Regions from separate parts of the Sus scrofa genome. Here all the other regions are linked to region 2. The links are chromatin contacts, called in public HiChIP or PLAC-seq maps. All regions are on one chromosome and are shown on one strand. Each heading gives the region's core, a stretch centred on a gene start, on an enhancer-like site or on the middle of the called end of the contact. The rest is flanking DNA. Distances are from core to core; before and after follow the strand shown. Region 1 has its middle 81 kb from the start of NFIL3. Region 2 overlaps AUH (methylglutaconyl-CoA hydratase, mitochondrial). Region 3 has its middle 170 kb from the start of SYK. Region 4 has its middle 160 kb from the start of SYK.

Evidence for each region. HiChIP or PLAC-seq counts read pairs in DNA pulled down with a chosen protein or histone mark.
Region 1: a contact with region 2 is called in an H3K27ac HiChIP or PLAC-seq map of alveolar macrophages. The contact joins two enhancer-like sites. A contact is called at or near these places in 1 of 47 Hi-C or Micro-C datasets (embryonic fibroblasts) and 1 of 2 datasets of contacts at active chromatin or transcription factors (alveolar macrophages).
Region 3: a contact with region 2 is called in an H3K27ac HiChIP or PLAC-seq map of alveolar macrophages. The contact joins two enhancer-like sites. A contact is called at or near these places in 2 of 47 Hi-C or Micro-C datasets (embryonic fibroblasts and skeletal muscle) and 2 of 2 datasets of contacts at active chromatin or transcription factors (alveolar macrophages and skeletal muscle).
Region 4: a contact with region 2 is called in an H3K27ac HiChIP or PLAC-seq map of alveolar macrophages. The contact joins two enhancer-like sites. A contact is called at or near these places in 1 of 47 Hi-C or Micro-C datasets (embryonic fibroblasts) and 1 of 2 datasets of contacts at active chromatin or transcription factors (alveolar macrophages).

Annotation. Positions count from the first base shown.
Region 1 is chr14:2,682,999-2,686,037 of Sscrofa11.1, forward strand. No RefSeq gene overlaps it. Among named protein-coding and RNA genes, the nearest start is that of NFIL3, 81 kb to the left of the region's middle. Within about 2 kb of position 1,628, at least 14 of the 83 cell types and tissues checked have an H3K27ac peak or open chromatin away from gene starts, as enhancers often do. A contact at or near this core is called in alveolar macrophages, where this site is marked.
Region 2 is chr14:2,434,996-2,437,838 of Sscrofa11.1, forward strand. All of the region lies in intron 4 of AUH (methylglutaconyl-CoA hydratase, mitochondrial), which reads right to left. Among named protein-coding and RNA genes, the nearest start is that of AUH, 110 kb to the right of the region's middle. Within about 2 kb of position 1,431, at least 14 of the 83 cell types and tissues checked have an H3K27ac peak or open chromatin away from gene starts, as enhancers often do. A contact at or near this core is called in alveolar macrophages, where this site is marked.
Region 3 is chr14:2,276,265-2,279,300 of Sscrofa11.1, forward strand. No RefSeq gene overlaps it. Among named protein-coding and RNA genes, the nearest start is that of SYK, 170 kb to the left of the region's middle. Within about 2 kb of position 1,292, at least 12 of the 83 cell types and tissues checked have an H3K27ac peak or open chromatin away from gene starts, as enhancers often do. A contact at or near this core is called in alveolar macrophages, where this site is marked.
Region 4 is chr14:2,257,506-2,260,341 of Sscrofa11.1, forward strand. No RefSeq gene overlaps it. Among named protein-coding and RNA genes, the nearest start is that of SYK, 160 kb to the left of the region's middle. Within about 2 kb of position 1,391, at least 35 of the 83 cell types and tissues checked have an H3K27ac peak or open chromatin away from gene starts, as enhancers often do. A contact at or near this core is called in alveolar macrophages, where this site is marked.

The DNA.
Region 1 (3,039 bases), core at 378-2,877, 250 kb after region 2:
TATCCTCCCTGCCATCATGCTTATTATTTTTCTTGGACTTCCTTCATCTTTTAGCTACTCTGTCTGACTTCTTCCAAATCCCTCTAGTCCTTGTCTTAAGCATCCCCTTCCCTGAAACCTCAGCTGAGTTAGAGGAATAGCAGTATCAGTAAGGGTGCTGCACTGGACCCTGTAACACAGGACCCGTCTCTTTTTCTCATGCACTTCCTCTAACTCAGAGGCTTTGCATCCTCAGTGCTTGGCACAGCACTTGGCACATACTGTTTCATCAATAGTTTTTGGGAAAATGAATGCTGTAAAGAATAGCATGCTTGTGTCCAAGACCTGGGATCAATGTCCTGCTTTGCTATTTGCAGGTGTGTGTTTTTGCTGAGCTAGTTTAATTTCCCTAACTTCAGTCCTCTTGTCCATAAAATGGAGATAATGATAAATTTCCTTTCTTACTCTAGTGAGGATTAGCATCAAAATAAGAGAGTTCATGTCAAACTCAGAAGTCTTATCCAAATATAAGCTTTTATTTTCCCTTAGGCAGCACCTGCAACACATGGACTTTCCCAGGGTAGAGAACAAATCAGTGCTGTAGCTTTTGGAAACTCTTGAGTCTTTTGTTTTTTCGTTGTTTTGTTTTGTTTTGTTTTGTTTTTTTGTCTTCATGGGGCCATACCCTCAGCATACAGAAGTTTCCAGGCTAAGGGTTAAATCGGAGCTGCATCTGAGGCCTGTGCCTCAACTACAGCAACAGCAACCTCGGATCCGAGCCTCACCAGTGACCTACACCACAGCTTTCGGCAACGCTGGATCCCTAACTCACTGAGCAAGGCCAGGGATTGAACCCTCATCCTCATGGCTACTAGTCAGGTTTGTAACCCACTGAGCCACAATGGGAACTCCAACGCTGGGTCCTTTAACCCACTGACCAAGGCCAGGGGTGGAACCTGCATCCTCACAAAGACAATGTCAGGTCCTTAACCTACTGAGCCACAATAGGAACTCCCAGATACAAGATTTTCAAAAAGGAAAAGAGAAAATAAGAAGAAAAAGAACAGCCAAAATTTGCGTAACTTATACAAGGTGATGGGCACTGTTCATTTCATCCCTGTAGCCATTTCTGAACAGAGGCTACATCATTTGCCCGGGACATGGACATCAAGCTAGGATGCACCAGGCCGTTTGGATCCAGAGTATGCATGCTTAAACGCCCACTACGGTAATAATGATTAACGCTAATACTGACTGCAAGTTTTCTATATGCTGAACTCCACAAGGAGCATTTTATAAATATTCTTCTGTCCTATATTCTCGGCAGCTCTACCAGTGCACCCATTGAGCAGATGAGAAAACGGAGAAAGTGAGGTGTTGTCACTCAACCATGGGATGAGGCTGCTGTCCTGACCCAAGGCCCATACACAGAGCCCACGTTAAGCTGGGGAGGGGACACAGGAGGGTTGAACACGAGGGCCACAGCACCCAGGCCTGAGGATCCACGGAGGAAGCTGAGTTAGGGGTCAAGGATGACGCTGACCATGAGGCAGCTTTGACGCTAAACTCAAAGCCTTTGATGGTTTTCGAGCCTCTGCGGGAAAAGGAGGATGTGAAACAAAGGGCTAAAGCTGAGGATTGTTGGGAAATAAGTGGGCTGGCAAGTTCCTCTTGAGTTTAGAGGAAGAGCCTTAGGCAGTCAGGCAGAGCCAGGGAAGGTTCGGAAGCGCCAGGCTGTAAATGGGGTCCCCTGGGAACGTCTCTCATCTGTAAAGAGCCCATGCTTCTCTTTCCTCACGTTGGGTTAACATTCTGATGTGCTCAGTGGGGTGTTCGTGACAGATTGAGGTTAGGAGTTTTTGGTGGGAATACCACAGACGTAAAATGCTGAGCTGGTCTCAGCTCATCAGATCAGAGGCGCCTGAAGTCAGTCTGTCCCACTATTGCTGCAGTTGACTTTGATCGCCCAGTGAAGGTGGGGTGGGCCAGGCCTCCCTGCTCTGAAGCTACTGTTTTCTCCTTTGTAATCAACAAGCATTTGGTGGGGGAGTTTCCATCGTGGCTCGGTGGTCATGAACCATGCGGGTCTGGTCCCTGGCCTTGCTCAGTGGCTTAAGGATCCGGCTTTGCTGTGAGCTGTGGTGTAGGTCACAGACACAGCTCAGACGCCAAGTTGCTGTGGCTGTAGCCGAGGCTGGCAGCCACAGCTCCTATTCGACCCCTAGCCTGAGAAATTCCATATGCTGTGGGCACGGCCCTAAAGAGACAGAAAAAAAAAAACAAACATGGGAAAGTGTGTCAAGATGATGGATTTAATCCTGTTCGCTCATCACACTCGCATTCACTAGTTCTTGCGTTGATTGGTGGTTGTCTGGATCCATTATTACCGTGGTCATTGCCGAAAGGTGACTTTTTAATTCATTCATTCTTTTTTTTTTTTTTTGTCTTTTGTCTTTTGTCTTGTTGTTGTTGTTGTTGTTGTTGCTATTTCTTGGGCCGCTCCCGCGGCATATGGAGGTTGCCAGGCTAGGGGTCTAATCGGAGCTGTAGCCACCGGCCTACGCCAGAGCCACAGCAACACGGGATCCGAGCTGCGTCTGCAACCCACACCACAGCTCACGGCAACGCCGGATCGTTAACCCACTGAGCAAGGGCAGGGACCGAACCCGCAACCTCATGGTTCCTAGTCAGATTCGTTAACCACTACGCCACGACGGGAACTCCCATTCATTCTTTAAACCCAGACTGAGGGACATTTTACAAATAACTGGCTTATATTCCTCAAAACTATCAATCTTGTGAAAAACTGAGAATGATTTCAGATTAAAGGAGACTGAAGGGACAAGATAACTAAACGCCATGTGTGACCTGGACCAGGAGACTTTTATCCTTTTGTGCTAAAGAACATTATTGGGACAGCTGGTTAAATTTGAATAAGGGTGAGAGATTCAGTCATATTATATCAATGTTAATTTTCTGATTTTGATAATTGTGCTTGTATAATGGAAAAGAATGTCCTTGCTTTCAGGAAGGACTCATTGAAGCATTTAGGAATAAAAG
Region 2 (2,843 bases), core at 181-2,680:
TTATATATACATACATGTATGTGTGTGTGTGTATATATATATGCTTATACACAGAGAAACTGCTGTCATGTCTTACCATATGGGTTATATGGTAGGTGTATACTTAACTTTTTAAGAAAATTCCAAACTGTTTTCTAAACTGACTGTACCATTTTATATTCCTATGTGTGGTGTATGAGAGTTCCAGAAGGTCCATATCCTTGCCAACACTTGGGAGAGTCGGTCTTTTTAATTTTAGCCATTCTAATAGGTATTTAATGGTGTCTCACTGTGGTTTTAATTTGCAGTTCTCTTAGCATTTATAAACATCTTTTCATGTGCTTATTTGCCATTCATATATCTTTTTTTGGTGAAGTGTCTTCTCAAATCCTGACTACTTTTTAATTAGGGTGTTTTGTTTTCTCACTATTGAATTTCAAGAGTTTTTGTAACATATTTTAGATACTGGTCCTTTATCAGATATATGATTTATACATATTTTCTCCCAGTCTGGGACTCGGCTATCTATTCTTTTATGTGTCTTTTAACAACAGATATTCTTAATTTTGATGAAGTCTAATATTTTCATTTTTCTCTCACAGGGATTGTGCTTTTTCTGTCATACCTAAAAAATCTTAGATTTCTAACCTAAGAGCAAAAGGCCTATTTTTTCTAAGTTTGTTGTTGAACTTTTACATTTTTAGGTTTCATATCTTGGTCTACAATCCATTTTGAGTTCATTTTTATATATGGCAAGAGATATGGATTGAAGTTAATTTTTTGCATATGGACAACCAAGAGTTGAAAAAGACCATTTCCCCCCCAGTGAACTGTCTTTACACCAAGCTTTATTTTTAAAGGTTTAAATTTGTATTATTTCTATTTTTTGTCTTTAAGGAGCCTATTCAGACTGTCTCAAAATAAAATACATACCTCCGTCCTAAAAATGTGTAAAAGTATAATAATATAAGAAAGAAAAAATAAAAACAGAAATTCTTATCAATATCGGATGTTTGACAAAGGACAACCTCACCCAAAAGCTACAATACAAAGGATACCTGTGGAACTGGGAAGAGCTCCCAGAAGTAGTGGACACATAGCCCAAGACCCTGTCAGGACTATAAGTAATGCAGACAGGAGTTTCAAAGAGCTGCTAGGTCAAGTCTTTTGTTCTAACTACCTCTCACTTACACAATACTAGTTTCCGTCCAGACTGTTTCACATTAAAATGTAGTTATGAACTTGTACACACTTGTTATAAATGGCAGGCTAGCATGGCATTTTTTTCTCATGGTCAATGGCATAAGAGAGTCCGTGTCCTCAGTGGACAGTTCCATGTAAATGACGAAGGACGGAAAAACAGAAATAAGTAAAAAATGCAATATCTCAGAATACGGGCCTGGAGTTCAGTGAGTGCTCTGGTGGCTCTGGAAGGACTAAAGCCACAGTGTCTCTGTGACACAACTGAGGAAACAGTATCTCACAAACCCCCTTTTTCCTGTTACCTCACCCCTGCGGCTGTTCTTTCAGCTGATTACACAAAAGTTGTTTGTTCAGTAGATTTTTTTTTTTCCTCTTAGCAGTAACAAAAAATCAGCAATGTAACAGATACATTAATATATACTTAATGCTCAAATATCTTTTATCTTTGCTCATGATTACAAACATGGCATATAAAAGTATAAAGACCATGTTCAAACTATATTTAGAGTCAAAAACAGCAGTTAGTAAACAAGAAAGTTATTTACATTTTTTAAAAAAATCAGTGGTTCCTTCGAAATTGTAGTCGTCACTAACCGCTTCTTTCAGGAAGAAAAAATGGGGAAATAAAAATGTTTCCGTGCCGAGTGTGGAAGGGCAGAGCAGCTCTAACGGGACTGGCCTTGACCTGAGAAGGTAGGCGATACGTGGCCACCTTACCACATGGTGGTGATGCAGGGCACCCTTCAAAATTCAACCTTCTCCACGAGCTCCCACTCACCTTCCCAGGACTCGCCCACCCATCTGGTCGTGGTGCGCAGGTTTTTCTCACTCCTCTGAAAAATCTTTCCAATACTACAATCCCGTCCAGTCATGTCCTTTGTTCTACAAAGGGTCATAAAGGCTACTGCATCACTTAGCAAACATGTACTATGTTTTTTAAAGTTCTCATTCTCTGCCAGGTCTAGTGGAAGGACCAGGAATAACAGGAGAACTTTCTCCTGTTTCCACATATAGACCCAGTTCCATCTCCTGATCACTCTCCTCCCACCCCCCATCTCAGAGCTGCAAGATGCCTGACCCATGCATAAAGTCACATGTTTTAGGAGTATATGATTCTAAATCACTAACTAAAAACTTTAAAAACTGTTAACAGCATATTCATTATGTAGTTTTTTTTTTCCTCTGAAAAGCAGTATCCATAACTTTAATCTCATTAAATAGGAGAAAATTTCAAGTTTCCACTATCTACTGCATCACTGATTTTCTTCTTGATGCAGCTTGGCAGTCACCCCGAGACAAGCCTATTTAGACTGCGGGCCAAGATGTGCTGATGCGCCACCCAAACAGAAAAGGATAAGATTTCAGGTCTAGAGGACTCCTAATACACATCAACATGCCCCTCTGGGTGAAAGCAAACAGTGCCTGAGAAGGAGAAGAAACCACTAGTAAACAAGCTGGTGATTTTCCTCAGTACACGGAGAAGCTGTGAGCCCATCAGTGTGTTGGCCATGGCCTAAGAGCAAGGGCACTGTCCTGGGGTCTGGGGACTGAGGGTTGCTGGGCCCCAGAAGGGATGGCATTTCACTTTCCTGAATCTCAGGATCATCATCTCTTAGGGGAGGGAAGATGGATGACCTTGCTGGTGGAAATACTCGGTAAGA
Region 3 (3,036 bases), core at 42-2,541, 160 kb before region 2:
CTTTAGGTCTAAAGGAGCAAGGTGAGGGAGAGGTCAATGGGAACAAGGCTTGGTGGCACATTTCTTTTTAATGCTGATTATCTAGTTGTAACACAGTTTATTTAACCTGAAAGACATCTCAGTTGCTTCCAAGTTTGGACAGTGATAAATATAGTTATGTTATATTGCTATAAACATCTATGTGCAGCTTTTTGTGTAGAAAGAAGTTTTCAACTTCTTTGGCTAAATACTGAGGAGTGTTATGACTGGATCATATGGTAAGAGTATATTTAATTTTGTAAGAAACTGCCCAACTATTTTCCAAAAAGGCTGCACCATTTTGCATTCCCACAAGTAAGGGATAAGAGTTCCTGTTGGAGGAGTTCCCCTCATGGTGCAATGGAAATGAATCCGACTAGGAAGCATGAGGTTGCAGGTTCGATCCCTGGCCTCCATCACTGGGTTAAGGATCTGGTGTTGCTGTGAGCTGTGGTGTAGGTCACAGATGCAGCTCAGATCTGGCATTGCTATGGCTGTAGTGCAGGCTTGCAGCTGTAGCTCCAGTTCAACCCCTAGCCTGGGAATCTCCCTATGCCGCAGGTGTGGCCCTAAAAAGATTTAAAAAAAAAAAAAAAAAGAGTTCCTGTTAGAAACAAAAAGAATTTTTTTTTTTTTTTTTTTTAGGTTCAAATTACCATCAGGAGAAAAACAGTGAGCTGAGCGGCAGGGTCATTCTGATAGGGCTTTTAAAGCATTTTAAATTCCAGAGATGAAGTGGGCCAGGGAGGCTCAGAGAATTTTCAGGTTATTTTTTGTTGTTGTTCACCTATGAGCCTCTTGCAAAACTAAAAATGAATAATAAACAGATGAGAAAAGTTCTGCTCCCAACAGTAATGAAAGAAACACAAGTTGAAAAACAATGAGACAGCATTTCTCAACTCTTAGATCAGCAAAGAGTAAAAAATGATAACATTTGGGCTTTTCAGGGACAAAAAAAAGCTGATGGTATGATAAAAATGTTATAAGATTCTTAGGAAAAAAAAAAAAAAGGTGGCAAAACCCAATAACTCCCTTCGTTAAGACATGTATCCTAAATAAGTCATCCACTTGTACGGGGGTGGGGGGGAGCTATTAAAATTGCCTGCACACATCCTGCTCTCTTCTCCTTTGGGCTCGTCAAAGGTTACAAACCACCTCCTTGGCTGGGAGCCAAGGCTGTGAACGGAAGTGATGAGTTTCACTTCCCTGCTCAACGCAGAAGGCCAGGGGGAGCTCCCCATTCACTTTGTGCCCTGCCGAACCCTGGAAGGCTGGTGGCAGTGCTGGTGTTGCTTTTGCCTCTAGGACAGAGTGACTTTGTGGAATGGAGCTCCTGGCCAGCCTTGGTTCCATTTAAAAGTGAACAAGAAACAACATTTTGCTACCTTAAGCCACTGAGATTTTGAGGTTATTGTTAACTCAAGCCTAGATGGTCCTGACATCTAAAAACTTGTATCAAATGAGATTCCTCGTAGCTTTACATTATAATAGTATAATTTTAGCCACAACTTAAATGTCAGAAAATACATAGAGTACAGACTTGTGGTTGTCAAGGGGAAGGAGAAGCTGGGGAGGGATGGCTTGGGAGTTTGGGGTTAGCAGAGGCAAATTGTTATATACAGGATGGATGAAAAACAGGGTCCAACTACATAGCACAGGGAAGCATATTCAGTATCCTGTGATAGACCATAATGGGAAAGAATATGAGAAAGTATATATATACATACATATATATAACTGAATCACTTTGCTCCACAGCAGAAAGTAACACATTGTAAATCAACCATACCTCAATAAAATAATTTTTAAAAATACAAGATGGCCAAATACATGATGACCAGTGGTCCAGTATAATACTATAAAAAATATTCTATGATGCACAAAACTGGTATGTTGAGGGTCTGGGAGCCATAGGAAGAGTCTCACAATGAAATGCTGAGGAAATAAGGCAGAATATTAAACTACCCATACAGTATGCTGACACTTTTGTTTAAAACTGTTGATATAAATGCAGAGGAACAAATAAAAGACAAATATCACAACGTTAGTAGTGATCATGACAGTGAAATAACACAAAATTAATGTCCGAAACCTAAGGTTGGCCATCCAAAGGGAGCATTGAGGGCGAGCTAAAAGATGTTATTGCGTAGAACATGGAAAAGATAAGTAAGAACTCTTTTCCAAAACCGCAAGAGCAGTAAGTGGGAATCAGTAATGACTGGTTATAAGAAGAACTGTTTCATTGAGCAAGCAGACCCACTACTTGTGAAATCATTTTATGGGGCATAGTGCCAACTTACTCCTCTTTTTTTTGTTTTCTTAATTTCCACTGGCAATTATCCAAATCTCAGGTTATAGGCTTGTCAGTTATAGCTGAGGAAGAAAAACAGGCCACATGACTACTAAAACATGCAAGTGGGTGTCAGAAAATATTCTCATGGCCTCTAAATTAAAGTCAAGTCTTGACTTGGCTGTACAGCAGAAATTGACACAACATTGAACATCGGACACACTTGAAACATTTTTGAAAAGTAAAAATTAAATCTCAGAGGAGAAAAAAAGTCAAGTCTTGAGGTATGGATTAACAGCATGGACCACTTGGTTTTGTCTTCCCCAGAGATTTGAAAACGATGCCAAAGTCTGACTGTCCAGCAACATCATGTCCTTGGGAAGGGGTGGGCTTACCGAGGCAATAGGAACATTCTGCTATTATTGGGGTCTCTTCTAGGAATGACTGGGGAGTGAGGCAAGCTGGGGGAGCATCGTGTTTTTAGAAACGACCATCAGACTGCCTGGATCTCAACAAGACACTCAGCATTCCAACGATTCCAACTTATTCCCTTTCTGGGGATGTCCCTCGGCCTGCAAAGGAACTCTTTCATCTGTGCGGGTTTTCCCAGAGGTGACCACAGAGGAAGTCCATTTCTCAGCAGAGTTTGAGCTGGAATGACTCCCACATAAACGCTGATAAACCTTTTTTGGAGCCTAAAAATGCTGTTGTGCGACACCCACGGCTCC
Region 4 (2,836 bases), core at 141-2,640, 180 kb before region 2:
AGGGGAGCAGTGGGCCAGGAGGGTACTAGCACAGGACAGCAGTTTGTCCCTCAAGGCACAGCTGCCTGCCTTACAGGCATCACCTCCACCAAGAGGCTGCTTGACCCCAGAGGGTGAGTGACAATGCTTGTCTGACAAGGGAGAGCAGACTTTTGACACCTGGCTGTGTTCTAGAAGCATGGCCAGGGCTCCTTGCTTTTCCAAAGCGGTCCTCCAATGGTCAAGCTCCCACTGAGCTCTCACAACACAGCATCCTTCTCCCGGGTCTTCTCTGCACGCTCCCCACCCACAGAGGCCCTCTCCCAGGGGAGGCAGCAGCAGGCTGCCTTCTTGCACTCCTCTCCCGCAGAAGGACACTTGGGGGCAGTCATTCAACACTGCACACACTTCATCCCCTGCGAGGCTCCTGCTCACCCAAGAACCAAGAACGCAGCCTTCATCTGGGGTGTCCCGGACGCTCTGTGACAGTCTAATCAGCAAACAAGACTACAGGTGATGGTGCTGGCACTTGGCCACATGGTCCAGCCCCACCAGCCTGCAGTCCACCCACTTGGGCCGGACGAAGAAGCTGGACAGCGCCACTCGCAGGACTTGTAAATACAGCCCCTGCTCTCACGCTCAGCAAGTGGGAAGAGGGAACAGGTTCAGAGAATACTGTTTTCAGTGGATTTAGAGAAACACACCTAGACACAATGTCATTTCCTTGTCATTCTTCCTCTCGTTCTCTTAATAACCCTGACGTTCCCTGCAGGCATGCAGGGAACCCTTCATCTCAGTGAAGGAGACATGTAAGGTCTCTACGTCACACAAGCATTGGGTCTTAAGCAAATGAGGAGAGGGACATAAAACAGACTGAAATTACAGGCTGGGTACGTTTCTGCCAGAGTCTTCCCTGGAGTTTGGGACTCTTGGTCCTTCTCCACTGCGTTACCCCCCATCATGGCATTTTAATGGATATAGGAACAACACCCCACAGCAGTCTGGTATCTCAGGATGAAAACATTCAGAAACAGGCAATACGCTTACACACAACAAGTTCAAGAAAGGGGGGGGGGGGCGGCTAATAAATGAACAGAAGTTCAAAGGAAGCTGAGTGATGTAAGACGTTTGGCGATGACTCACACGTGGGGCATTCAAGCCGGACTTTCGCAAACAAGGGGGTGGCGGGCAGAGTCAGCAAGCACAGCCATGAAGTCCATCAGCCCAGCCTCGGGAGGGACGGGGGTGCTGCAGAGCTGGGACCCAGGGCTTGCTTGCCAACAAAATGACCCCACGCCTGCTCTGTTATTTCTGTATTTCTGAGTGGCAGCAACCCCCACAGGAAGGCGCTCCGTTCACCACCGCAGTGCACCCCCACACGAGTCCCAGCTGAGGTCCTCCTCACAGGGGCAAAGGCAGTCCTGTAAAAGAGAAACGGGATCTGATTGAAGCTTAACGTGATTCTTCATTGTCACGACAAAAGTATCTTCAGATCCACGCGCAAATGACAGCCCGAAAGGAAAAGATGTGAGCCTGTGTTGTATGTGTGAGAGCGTAAGAGGGTGTACGTGTGTGTGTGCATGTACTTAGGGCAAAAGACACACACCCACAGTCTCCAGAGGATTACAAAAAGTCCTCTGTACTAAAGAATTTCAGACCGGTTTGATGATTCATTTAGGGGAACTGCTGACAGCTCATGAAGGAAAAGAGTTTGTGCACATGTGCGCTGTCCAGTGCTCACTAAGTTGTGTCCCTAGCAGGGGAGGTCCACCGCCTTCAGGCTTCGTTGAAAAGGAGAAGCTGAAAATCAGATGCATACACGAGCGTGTGATCTGACAGATCAGATGTTGGAGGAAACACTTGAGAACCGACGTGGTTCAAGGAGAGCAAATATTTACAGGAGTCAGGGCAGCTTTCTACTTCCTCTGCCCCCTTCTTCTGGAATCTTCTCCCTCCCTGGTTGCTGGGGGTCCGCCTTCTTTCCCAGGTCTCCCCTGGGTGTGGGATGCAGTGATGGACGGGGGTACCAGCCCCTCTGGCTTGCTGGGGCTTCTCCTCTGTTAACTGTGATGCTTTGGGCAGATGTTGACGAGCTCATGGAGCACCTGCGAAAATGTGGGGAGCCCAAGTGTCAGGCACCATCAGGACAATGAAAGAATGGCACCCTCCCCTCGCAGAGTGGTCCTGTGCCTATAAGGCCAGATCCTGCCCACCCAGGGCAGCCATCACTGACACACACACTCACACACATTAGCACAAACACATGCCCACCCTCGCACCACCATATACACTCACAAACATCCAAACACACCTGCTCACATATGACTCCCAGGCAAACACTCACACCCACGTACATACACTCACAACATCATACACACAAAAATGCATGCATATACACTCTCACTGGCACACAATCACACACTCACCCCTACACACACACATGTATACACATGCTAACATATCGCTTCACACACACATGTGCACACACACACACTTACACATACCCACATACATTCATACAAACATACACATACTTGGGTCCTAGGTGAGACCACCCCATGCCCCACACTACCCCATGCCCCAAGTCTAGCTGTCTTGGGTCAGCACAGACCTAAGACCCAGAGTCCCCTACTCTCTGGAACATAAAGTACCTCTGACATCTGTCTGGGGGGACTTGGGCCAGCCCAGTGGCAGGTTGCTACACTGTCACAAAGTGCCCCGTGGGCTGGCCCTAATACCCTCCAGAAGGGTCCAGGCTGTCAGGCTGCCCAGGGTCACACATCCCTCTTCTCATGAACAGGAGTTGTATGCCACCGCTTTCTTCCTGTCATGTCAGGGTACACAGAGTCTTTTCTTG